Regions from separate parts of the Mus musculus genome. Here region 2 is linked to region 1. The links are chromatin contacts, called in public promoter capture Hi-C maps. All regions are on one chromosome and are shown on one strand. The core of a region is the stretch at or near the end of the contact, and the rest is flanking DNA. Distances in the headings are between cores, read along the strand shown. Region 1 overlaps Ctdspl (CTD (carboxy-terminal domain, RNA polymerase II, polypeptide A) small phosphatase-like). Region 2 overlaps Ctdspl (CTD (carboxy-terminal domain, RNA polymerase II, polypeptide A) small phosphatase-like).

Evidence for each region. Capture Hi-C pulls out chosen DNA fragments and counts their contacts.
Region 2: a contact with region 1 is called in a promoter capture Hi-C map of adipose tissue. The contact joins two enhancer-like sites. A contact is called at or near these places in 19 of 39 promoter capture datasets (the 3T3-L1 cell line, 3T3-L1-derived adipocytes, the C10 cell line and 11 more), 15 of 484 Hi-C or Micro-C datasets (the AML12 cell line, the C10 cell line, the C2C12 cell line and 9 more), 2 of 115 datasets of contacts at active chromatin or transcription factors (double positive thymocytes and trophoblast stem cells) and 4 of 9 other capture datasets (adipose tissue, embryonic stem cells, liver and 1 more).

Annotation. Positions count from the first base shown.
Region 1 is chr9:118,946,088-118,952,384 of GRCm38.p6, forward strand. All of the region lies in intron 1 of Ctdspl (CTD (carboxy-terminal domain, RNA polymerase II, polypeptide A) small phosphatase-like), which reads left to right. Among named protein-coding and RNA genes, the nearest start is that of Ctdspl, 23 kb to the left of the region's middle. Within about 2 kb of position 3,919, at least 21 of the 459 cell types and tissues checked have an H3K27ac peak or open chromatin away from gene starts, as enhancers often do. A contact at or near this core is called in adipose tissue and granulosa cells, where this site is marked.
Region 2 is chr9:119,035,360-119,041,361 of GRCm38.p6, forward strand. Ctdspl (CTD (carboxy-terminal domain, RNA polymerase II, polypeptide A) small phosphatase-like) reads left to right here. Exons shown (of 8, transcript NM_133710.3): 7 at 2,002-2,187; 8 at 5,165-6,002. The coding sequence ends at 5,290. Among named protein-coding and RNA genes, the nearest start is that of Mir26a-1, 6.6 kb to the left of the region's middle. Within about 2 kb of position 1,957, at least 62 of the 459 cell types and tissues checked have an H3K27ac peak or open chromatin away from gene starts, as enhancers often do. A contact at or near this core is called in adipose tissue and granulosa cells, where this site is marked.

The sequences.
Region 1 (6,297 bases), core at 2,669-5,168:
TCAAGAGCGCATGCGACAGAGCATGTACATGCTCAGAGGCCCACAGGTGCTGGTCCTGTCTGAGATAGAACACCTTCTCGCTGGCCTTCTAAGATTCTGTCTCCACCTCCAGGCTGGCTCTGGGTGTGCTGGGATCCTGGGATCCCAAGCCTGAGCTGTCCTACCTGCCCTTCTGTGTGTGTGAGGACCTGCAGCTCAGATCCTCACATTTGCACAGCAATCCCTTCACTCACTGAGCCATCCTCTCAGTTCTCTGTAATGTTTCCTTAACGAGGGTTTTTAAAATTAGATATTTTCTTTATTTACATTTAAATGTTATCTCCTTTCCTAGTTTACCCTCCCAAAATCCCCTAATCCCTCCCCCTCCCCCTGCTCAACAACCCACCCACTCCCGCTTCCCAGTAGTAGGCTCTACTGGGGCATAGAGCCTTCACAGGACCAAGGGCCTCTCCTCCCATTGATGACCAACTAGGCCATCCTCTGCTGCATATGCAGCTAGAGACATGAGTCCCACCATGTGTTTTCTTTGGTTGGTGGTTTAGTCCCAGGGATCTCTGGGGTTACTGGTTAGTTCATATTGTTGTTCCTCCTAGGGGGCTGCAAACCCCTTTAGCTCCTCGGGTACTTTCTCTAGCTCCTTCATTGGGGACCCTGTGCTCTGTCCAATGATGGCTGTGAGCATCCATTTGTATTTGTATCCATCTGTATTTGTCAGGCACTGGTAGAGCCTCTCAGGAGACAGCTATATCAGGCTCCTGTCAGCAAGCTCTACGAGAGTTTTTTAAAAGAGACAAATATGACAAAACATTAAACTTCTCGAGAGAAGGGTAGTTGGGTAGCTCCAATATATATTTGCTAAATTTATTCCCTGTATTTCTCATAGGTTTAAATTTTTCATAAGGAAAAAAGATTAATCCTAGACTCTAGTTGATTAGCATCAATTTTTAAGGACATTACCTCTGATCGTGGAAATGAATTCCAAAGAGTGGGGAAGGTGCAGTCACTGCATTTAGTTCATTCTTCTCCTATAGGGAGAGTGTCCAAGAGGCTTGCCGGCCATTTGGGATGATGTTTCTGTAAGGAGGCTCAGTTCAGCGCTAACTCGGCTGTCCTGGGCTCCATACTGGACTCATCAGCCCTCAGTCCTGGTCTTGGGTTTGGTTTTTGGTTTCTTTTTTTCTTTTTCTTTTTTTCTTTTTTTCTTTTTTTTTTTTTTTTTTTTTTTTTTTTTTTTTTTTTTTGGTCAGGTGACCTTCCAGTGTTGTAAGGGCTTGGTCTGTTCCCTTGACTTTGTGTCAAGCACCAGCCTTGAATGTCCCGTCTACAGATGTGCAGTCAGACGGCCCCGAGTGTGTCATCAAGGTTGGCTTTCCTAAGATGCTGATTCCACCGTGATGTTATCCTGGAGGTTTATTTTAGGAATAAAGGACTTGAAACCTTCGGTCAAGTTCTTTATACTAAGGAAAGCAAAAATCGTATCAGAGAACAAAGAAATGTATGAAATAAAAAGTCAGGAGGAGACAGCTCTCTTAAAACAGTGGTTCTCAGCCTTCCTGGTGCTGCGACCCTTTAATACAGTTCCTTGTGTTGTGGTGACCCCCAACCATAAAGTTACTGGGGTGCTATTTCATAACTATAATTTTGCTACTGTTATGAATCATAATGTAAATATCTGATATGCAGGATAGCTGATATACAACACCATAAGGAATGGAGAACCACTGTTTTAAAAGAAATCCAGCCAAAAAAAACCTGTCTGAAGACCCATAGTATCTATAGTACAGATACCAGTTATGACGGGTTTCTGATTGGACTAGAGCTCTTGTTCCCTGGTGGTCTAGTCCTTTTTTGAGACAGGGTTTCTCTGTGTAGCCCTGACTGTCCTGGAACTCACTTTGTAGACCAGGCTGGCCTCGAACTCAGAAATCCTCCTGCCTCCGCCTCCCGAGTGCTGGGATTAAAGGCGTGTGCCACCACTGCCCGGCCCTATTTTCTTTAGGGCGGGAAATTTCTCCAAGTGGTCTAGGAACCAAGAACTCAGGGAGTCAGGGAGTTCTAGCTTCAGTGAGAGCCTACCTCAAAAGCCAAGGAAAAGCATCCGAGGAAGACATCTGGCTTCCACATGCAAACCTGGACACACATGTGCACACGTACACATGAATACGTGCATATGTACACACACAAAAATGCAGCTTTAAAACAGAGACACCTCAAGCTTCACAGAATTTTTCCAAAGAATAAGGTTCCCAGACATGTTTTCTGAGGCTCAGCATGACCTTGATATCAGACCCCGACACGCACTTTCGACACGAGGAAGACCCCACGCTGATCTCTTCTGAATGAGGTGGAAGGTCACCAGCACTGTTACTTGCAGTAGGCTTTTACCCACCTTCCGTCCAAGGTCTCACACACACACACACACACACGCACACACACTAAATAAAAATGTCCTAAAAGTACTTTTTAAAAAGTGCATTTGCCAGACATAACCCCCTTGAGGCACAGGTAATGGGCACAGTGTACGTAATAAGCCCCACAGCAGGGACAGGGAAACAGTTGTGGTATTTACTCCCAGGATTCCTCGCAGTCACAGAATGTAAGGCATCCACTTGGATGCGTGCTGGTGAGGCACTGGGCCTACAAAATGCCAATCATACAAGACCAGGTATCCTGCAGTCTCTGCTGAGCTAACCCTTAATACATCCTTCTATCATGTGACTGTGTGGGCACAGACTTGCTTCTATTGCTGTGATAAAACACCATGGCCGAAATCAAATTAGGGAGAAAAGGGTTTTCCATCTTACTTGCCCTGGTCACCCTCCATCATTAAGGGAAGCCAAGACCACGAAGGAATGCTGCTTCCCGCCTTGAGCTCCATGGCCCACTCAGCTTACTTTCTTATATACCCAGGACCTCCTGCCCTGAAGTATCACTGTCCACAGTAGGCTGGCCCCTCCCACATCAATCACTAATCAAGGGAAAGCCCCCATCAGACTTGCCTGCAGGCCAGTCCGATGGGGGCATATTCTCCACTGAGGTTCCTTCTTCCCTGATAACTCCAGCTCACGTCAGGTTGACAGGCGAGTGTCACAGTGTACACAGAGACCTGTCTGAGGCACATCACGTCTGGGTACTGAGATGCTAGAGGACAGTTATTTTCTTCCCGATCTTCTGTATTATTTAAAATGTTTGCATGAGCACGCATCATTCCTACAAAAATAGCCAAACTTTCTAAGGAGCTTGGCAGGAACAAGATGAGAGGGAGGTAAAGCAAGGAGCGTGTGCGTGCATTTTGTTGTGTCCTAGGGAACAGTGGGGAAGGAGGATTTGAAGCTTGGGGAAAAGGGTGGTAGTCAACAGGGTGGAGAAGACTTGGGGCCTGCAGCATAGAAGTCAGCCTTAAAGGGACAGGACACCCAGTTCACGAGGGAAGAAGAGATGACTGAAGGTAACGGGAGCTCCAGAACTCCAGGGAAAGAGAACTGAGAGTGGCTATAGTCCATGGCTTCTGGTTTTCTTGGTGAAACGGGAGATAACCATTTGCTGAGGATGGGAACAGAGGAGAAATAGAGACATGGTGAGGTCTCCAGGTTGTGGCCAGCTGGGCTGGTGGCACCAGGTCTGGAGCTATAAACACTGTACTGGCAAGGAAGCCAAACAGTATTCTGGGCAGCCGTCCTCTAGAGGAAGGGTGTGCTTGGATCTGTGCAGTGGAGAGGCATGTGTAGGAGACCCTCCCAGGGGAAAGAATTCAAAATACTCAGGAGAGACACTGAAATGATAGGCCTTCGACTCAGGATGCCAGGGGAAACAGTGAACTGAAGAAATACTTCAGAGGAATTTGGAATGTGTATCCAAGAAGCCAAAGGTGCCTAGTGAAAGTGAGGCTTTAGAGTCTGACGTATCGAGGGAGCTCCTGAGGACATGGAGGCAGCTAGGGAGCTTAGGGCAGGTGCAGAGTCAAAGGTCAGGTCTCTGTCGCGATGTGGGAGGCTCGGTGGTCTTAGTCAAGGATGGACCGTTTCCAGATGTGCTTTGGCCTTTTGGAGAAGAAAATTGCAAAGCAAGAACTGAGATATTAGCTCCAAGGGTGGAAGAAAACGAGCGCTCAGAAGAGGCTCTGTGAGCCAACTTCCCCAAGGGAGGCTCTGGGGCAGCAGCATCACTCCTGACCCTCCCTGGAAGGGCGGGATTAGCAGCTGAGGGAGGCGTGGTCTCAAAGGGGAAACCGGATGCTGCCTGAACAGCATCCTCTTAGAAAAGGGGGAAAAGTGGGGTGTACACGGGTGGGCACACAACCCAAAATGAGAAAGGAGGTTTGAAAAGAAGCAGTGGGGAGCCAGGGAAGGGGACTGAATGGCAAAGGGTAATACGAATGCGGGTTTTCCAAAGGAAATACTGAACCAAAAGAATTACCCATAATTCCCAGAGTGTGCGACCTTTTCCCACTAAGTTCTTCTACTGTAGCTCCCACCACCACAGTGGGTCTCAGAATCAACCTGACCTCTGTCCACCTCACAGTCTCTCTCCCTAGCTGAGTCTGGGTGCTCGCCACAGCCCCACTTCCAACATGTCTGTCCTTTTTGGGCAGCCACAGGCATCTTCCCAAGGCGCCATTTTCCTTGGTCACGTCTCTGCCCCGGTTCTGTCATGCCGTGTCCGATGTCAGCCAGAAGCCCCCTTGCCTTCCCTCCTGCCTTGTTTCAGAGCTGTCTGGTTCTGCCAAGGTGCCTTTTCACCTCCTACCCCTCACTTCCCCACAGCCTCACTCTGGAGTCTCTGTACTGTGAGTAGGATGTCTGTCTAACAGGGTAACCGCCCCTACCCAGAGTGTCCTGTTACCAAGACCCCACAGCCTGGTCCAGCCCATTCTGACCTTTGCCCTCCCAAGTTCTCAGCTGATCTCTCCTTCTGGGGATTTGCATCCTTTAACCATCTGGGTAGGAAGCACAGGGTTTAGAGACGAGAGGAACCTAATCCCCTGATCCTACTGAGGAGGAAGGTTGGGAGGCCAAGGAATGTCCCCATGGTCAACCAGCAAGCCAAGATTTAAGCCCCATTTTCAGACCTGAATGCTACTTGCTAATGGAAGTTACCTTTGTAATTCGTCTTCCTACCTCCCAACCCCCCATGCCTCAGGAAGTCCTGGAGGCCCAAAGCAATGGTATACATCAGAATCACTGGAAGTAATTTCTGCCAATCTAGACAGTCTGTACCTAGAGGGGACATAGCTGGCCTGTTGTCTTTGCCTCCCATCTGTAGGAGCTCTGAGATTACAGATGTTTGTTCTGCCCCGTCAGGCTTCTATGTGTGCTCTGGGGATCTGAACTCACGTCCTTGAGCTTGTATGGAAGTGTTTTACCCTCTGAGCTGACTTCTCGGTCCCGAAGAAGTTGAGACTGATTGACTAGGTGACCCTCGTAGAGCCAGCCACTGCCTTTGGTTTTATCCCTTCTCTGGAGCCTTAGTATCAGCCTTGCAGACTGACGTTCAGAGGCAATGGCACCACAGAAGCAGCCCTGGCAAACCCGTATCTAGATTCCTGTCCCACATGTGACAACCATAGCTCTGGGCAGCACTTGTGAACCTTCTCAGGCTCACACCATCCTGGCTCCCAGGTTTTATCTTATCCACTCTCTGATGTCCCTCAGAGCCAAAAAAAAGTGTCTGTCAAAGTACTTTCAGGCTTAATCTAGCAAATATTGAGTAGAGTTCTTGTTGGTTCCGTGTGTGTGTGTGTGTGTGTGTGTGTGTGTGTGTGTGTGTGTGTGTGAGAGAGAGAGAGAGAGAGAGAGAGAGAGAGAGAGAGAGCATGCCAGTGGTCTACAGCCAAGGACACCCAAGTCAAGCAGACCTGGCCCAGAAAGTCTTGGAGGAGATAGGCTCTGTGTGGTGACTGTGCAGTGCCTCAGCACTGGTAAACTAACTGAGTTTATATCCCAACGTTCCCATTTGACCTCCCGCTGCCTCTTTTTCCTCATCTATAAAATGAGAATAAAACTCATTAAAGACCATCACAGTTATTATAAAAATAAAAATATTCCCTTCCTTCCCGGGATGGACTATCAGATCCACACACACAAGGCATTCGGTACGTTTCGAGTATTCCGTGAGGGCTTGCTGTTATGATTGTTTCGTGAAAACCGTGAGGAACGAGGAGACTCCAGAGAACACTCTGCTGCCGGGTACTGGACGGGAGGTTATCAGTCCCTGCCTCATTGCATGAGCACACATCAGAGGAATGACTTTCGGTGTGGTAACAGCTCTTCACAGCACTGTGGACCGCCGAAGACAAAC
Region 2 (6,002 bases), core at 707-3,206, 87 kb after region 1:
GTCATGCATCCTTTGGTTCATTCGCCCCTCTTGCTTAGTAGGGCACCAAGGAGAAAGGATGAACCCCCGTGTCCGGTGCCTGTAGTCTTCATCCCGGTCTTGCAAGCCAGGAGCCCCTAGACACTAACCTAAAAGATGATCGCCAGGACTGGAGAGATGGCCCAGCACTGGCCACCTTTGCAGAGGATCCAGGTTCAATCCCCAGCACACACATGGCAGCTCACAACTGTCTGTAACTCCAGTTCCAGGCATTGGATCCAATGCCCTTGCCTGGCCTCTGTACACACTGTATGCATACATGACGCCCACACATACATACATGCAAGCAAAGTACACATGCACATAGGTTTTTTTTTAATCGTATAAAAAGTATAAAAACCAAAGGCTGATTGCCACACTGACGGTCGCAGAGGAGAAAAGGAACCCTCTTTTTCCATCCGCGTCAACCTTCTGTAGACGGCTCACATGCCCCTTCGCCCATCCCTCAGAGAGTGCTCTAAGCTGTCTGGTCAGCAAGAGATGAAGCTGCTCCCCTTGGGATTCCTTAGAGCCAGAAGGACTTTCCCAGGACCCAGCCACAGTGCATTCTACTGTGGCCTTCGTGACTCAGCCTCCGTGTCCGCTCCCTCCCTGAAGGGGTTGCCAGCCCTGGGGCTTCCTGGCTGTGTGCCTCGCTCTGACCTCACTGCTGAGTTCAAACCTCAAGTGAAGCCTGCAGGAGGAAGTGGGGATGGGATGAGATGTGCTGTGTGCCTCCGTGTGTTTACTCCTAAGGCAGTGGGCAAACCGTGGGAGTTCTAAGTAGGCCTGGGGTAGGATGTTCTATGTCCTCCAGTGGATACGCTGACAGCTGTGAGGTAAATGGGCAAGGACAGGAGGCCCAGCAGGAAACAGGAGCCTCCCAAGTCAGGAGGCCTGGTCCTGGAAGATGCATTAGAAATAAAGGTGGGAGTCGAGATATTTTTGGAGAGGAAACTGATAAGAACTTTCTGATGGATCCTGTGGGAGAGAACTGTAAGAATGCAGTGCTTTCTGACACAGGTAGAGAGGGAATACCACAATCATAAAACGCTTCCAGTTATTTCAGGGCCTTTTTAAAAAGTGGTCCAAGAGGCTGACGAGATGATGAGGCGGCTCAAGGCACCTGCCACACAAGCCTGGCCGTCTGAGGTCAGTCCCTGGAACCTGCCTAAAGGTGGGAGGGAAAAGCAATTCCCTGAAGTTGCCCTCTGACCCACGGGTGCACATCATGGTGCACCTGTGAGCGTGCACGTACGCGACAATGGGAATTTTTAAGTGAAAGGCGAGTATGTCTGAGAAGAAGGTTTAGTTGGTATAAATATTGCTAAGCATCAGCAGGGAAGCAGAAAGCCCGTGTGCCCCTGCCGTCCAGCACTGGGGCAGCAGAGGTAGCGGGGACCCTGGGGCTTGCTGGACAGCCAATTTACCTGAATCATGAGCTGTGGGTGTAAGGAGAGACCCTGCCTCAAAAAATAAGGCTGAGAACAATAGAGAAAGACATCCGATGCTGACCTCTGACCTCCCCACGCATGCACACAAGCACACGCACGCACGCACACACACACACACACACACACACACACACATGTCCGTGCACACACATACACAGACATGCACCAAAACAAGGAGGAATGCTAGGCCATTTCTTGCAGCTTGTAACTCTGTCTGCTTTTCTGAATGCTCAGAAGAGCATGCTTCCCTCCCCCTCCCCCCCCCACCCCACCCCCACCCCCATTCAGCTTCCTTAACTTCTTTTCTCTAGCCTCTTCTGGGCAGCTGCCAAAATTTACAGCTTGCCAGACCTGGGGTTTTTTTTTTTTCTTTCCAAATCTAATAAAATGCACCAAAACAAAACGTCAGAGCCTGATGTGGTGAGTCACCACAGCCCGCAATCTCAACACACAGGAGACTGTGGCACAGGAGGTCCCAGTCTCGGGCCCCTCCAGGTGCCTCGCCTTCACCGAGACTCTGTCTTTCTAGTATGCAGACCCTGTTGCCGACCTCCTGGACCGCTGGGGTGTGTTCCGGGCCCGACTCTTCAGAGAATCCTGCGTGTTCCACCGTGGGAACTATGTGAAGGACTTGAGTCGCCTGGGACGGGAGCTGAGCAAAGTGATCATCGTGGACAATTCTCCTGCCTCCTACATCTTCCATCCTGAGAATGCAGTAAGTCATCCCAGGGGAGGAGCTAGAGGCTCTGTCTGAGCTGCAGCCTAAATGCCAGTTCTGAAACATGGGCTCAGGCGCACTCTGGGCTTGGCTTCTTTTTTTTTTTTTTTTTCCAGATCTTGATTCAGCCACTTAGTGACAACATGACTGTTTAACCTCCCTCTTCATCCACAAGTAAGATGACAGGGACACTGCTCTCTCCTGAGAGTGTTGGAGGACTCAGTGCTTAGACCCGTGCTCAGGCCTGGCAAGTGCTCAGCACAATGACTCTCCAGAGTGGGCACTGCCAGTCAGTCCTCAATGTCACAGAGCTGCCCAGATCCGTATGACCTCTCAGACTCAAGGGTAACCCCTCAACAGAAGTGTATCTTCCACAAGAATGAATAAAGTGATTCAGAAATGGCTTGCCATCGGACCATCAGCTCTGCCACCTCAGAAAGATGCCATAGAAGCCCAGTCAAGAAGGCTCCCAACATACAGCTCCCTGGAGCATAGCCACCCTTGGTGCCTGCTCACCAGGATGGCATGGCTCTTAGATCAGGGGTTGGTGCCCTCTGCTTCATACTGGGCTCTTCCAGGAAGAAGAGATCAGCCAGGATCACCACACCAAGCCAGATCATGCCCTGAAACACACATGCTTCTTGGGCTCACCCAAGCCTGCAATGAAAACACTATCTTCCTCCTCCTCCTCTTCCTCCTCCTCCTCCTCCTCCTCCTCCTCTTCCTCCTCCTCCTCCTCTTCTTTTTGGCTTTTCGAGACAGGGTTTCTCTGTGTAGCCCTGGCTGTCTGGAACTCACTTTGTAGACCAGGTTGGCCTCGAACTCAGAAATCTGCTCACCTCTGCCTTCCAAGTGCTGGGATTAAAGGTGTACGCCACCACGCCCAGCTGTGAAAACACCATCTTCTAAAGCCCAGAATTCTGTAGCTCCCCTTATAGTAAGGGGAGAAAAACTATATTCGGTTGAATGGTAAAAATAAAGTCAGACTGCCTTACAGCTAACTATGTCTACATTGCCAGGTGTGGAGGTACACACCTCTAATCCCAGCACTGGAGGCAAATGAGTTCTCTGAGTTCAAGGCCAGCCTGGGCTACATAGTGAGACCCTTTAAATTAGTAAATAGGTTCATGTCATCAAGTCAATCAAATGCCACGTTCTGCACCTGGCTGTTGTCTCTGATAGATAAGGAATAAGCGCCCTACAGACTCTGCAGCCTTCCCACACACCACATAGCCATTTCAGGTCTTATCTGCTGGACAGACACACTGTGCATCTTGTCCCTGTAAGTCAGGATCTAAAGAAGGTTCATGCATTGCTTCAATTAACATATCTGTTTTTCTTTGATATGATCCTTTCTTCTTCTCAATCGTTTATTTGTTGAAAGTTTACTAATTGTCTTAGGGGAATTTTCTACATTCTGTTTTTGTCTAGTTGTTAGGACTTAGTAATAAGTGTTTTTCTAGCCCCTTTACCTCCTGCAGGCGAGCAGCTAGACTTCCTATCTACTATTTGATTAAATTCAGGCTTCTGTTTAAATTTTTTCCTTTTTATGGCTTTATTTTTTACTTATTTATTTAATGTATATTGTATATCTATTTAATGAGTATACTGTAGCTGTCTTCAGACATACCAGGAGAGGGCATCAGATCCCATTACATATGGTTGTGAGCCACCATGTTGCTGGGAGTTGAACTCAGAACCTCTGGAAGAGCAGTCAGTGCTCTTAACCGCTAAGCCATTTCTGCAGCCCTTATGGTTTTATTTTTAATTACCTATTTGTGTTTATGAGAGAGAATATGCACATGGGTGCAGTACCTGTGGAGGCCAGAGAAGGTGTCAGAGCCCCTGGAGATGGCGTCACAGGTGGCTGTGAGCTGCCTGACGTGGGTGCTGGGAACTGAACTCAGGCCCTCTGCAAGAGCAGTACATGTGCTCTTAGCCACCAAACCATTTCTCTGGCTCCTCTTTTTAATTCTTAAAAACTTTATTTCATTTTTACTTACGTGTGTGCGCGTGTGCTTGCTCATGCACACATGCAGTACCCAGAGAGGCCAGAAAAGTGCAATAGATCCCTGGAGCTGGTGTTAGAGAAAATCAAAGGTCACTTCATGTAGGTACTGGGAACTGAACTCAGGTCCTTTGGGAGAGCAACATGTCTTAATGTCGGAGCCATCTCTCTGGCCCCTTCTTTTTTCTTTTCTAACAACAATATGTCATAGGCAAGACCATTGATGTTCAGTTGTTAGAGAAGTTACCTAGTAAGGCCCAGGGTTCAATCCCGAGACTGGAAGTAGAAAGGTAAATACATTTCTTTGTATTTCCTCTCATTTTTTTTCTTTTCTTCTTTTGGTTTTTCGAGACAGGGTTTCTCTGTATAGCCCTGGCTGTCCTAGAACTCACTTTGTAGACCAGGCTGGCCTTGAACTCAAAAATCCTCCTGCCTCTGCCTCCCAAGTGTTGGGATTAAAGGTGTGTGCCACTACCGCCCGGCCTCTCATTTCTTTTTGAATCTCTTCTCTGAGCTCTTAGCTCCTCTCCACTACTGCCTCTCCCTCCTCTACCTAAAGCTAATGGGAAACCTTGGCATCTCCATGTTTACCTTGTTACTGCTAAGCTTGGGCAGGAAGTCTCTCCTTCTCTCTACACAGAGCTCAGAGCAATAGCCTTAAGTAGAGGCCTGGTGTACCTGGAGGGCGCTGTGGTTGGTGGTTGGTGGTTGGCAGGCAACCTCAGAGAGGCATCTGGGGCTCTGATGGGCAGTGGGCCAATTCAGTGCAGTAAAAAGAGCTTTGGAAACAAGCAGGGAGGGAATGGCTATCTCTTCTGCAGCAAGAAAGCTAAAGGGGGCAAACACACACACTGGCGACCCTCTGGAGACCCTCTGCCTCATGGAGGGTCTCCTGCCTGTGTCAGTCTGCTCTGGCATTAACTGGCAGGTGACCATACCGCTGCGTCCTCATGCTGTGTCTTGCAGGTGCCCGTGCAGTCCTGGTTTGACGACATGACAGACACGGAGCTGTTGGACCTCATCCCGTTCTTCGAGGGCCTGAGCAGGGAAGACGATGTCTACAGCATGCTGCACAGACTCTGTAGCAGGTAGCCCTGGCCTTGGCCCATCTGTGCCTGTGCACTCTGGAACCCTGGCTCAGGGGACCCGCCCGGCCTCGGCTCACTGAGTGCAGCCCAGGAAGACTCCGTGCTCCGGGCCACAGGGTGAATGTCACCATGCCTACCTGGTTTGTTTTGTTTTGTTTTTTTAAAGAACAGAAACAACTATTTTAAAGGAAAAAAAAAAACTCTTTTAATAGATTTCATAAACGGACTGCATTTTACAAGATTCGATTTTCTTAAAAACATACCAAAAAGAAAAAGAAAAAAAAAGAAGAAGAAAAGAAAAGCAAAAACTTTGATATCTCCCGACTTCCTTTCAACTGACCTCCCCTTCCAAGCAGACAAACCTGTCCTCTTGGTCCCGGTTTGGAGCAGCTGACCCAACTCAGAATCTCTTTCCTACAGGATGAAGTGCCTTTTTGAATGTTATTTTAAGCTGAAAGTTAATTTTTTTGTATACAGCCTATTTCCAAACATCTTTTAGTCTTTTACGGTCTTAGATACTTACTCTGAGAAGACGAACAGGACAATTTTATAGACCCCGGTAGCCTGTGTGTGGTGGGGTAAGGATGTGGTCGGGGAGAGCAACGGGTCACAGGAGCCCGCCTCCCAACATGAGTGACTGTCAACCGTGGCGTGCATGGGATCTCGCTCCCCCTGACATGACTTTTCTCCTGACTGTCCTTGTGTCGTTTCCGACC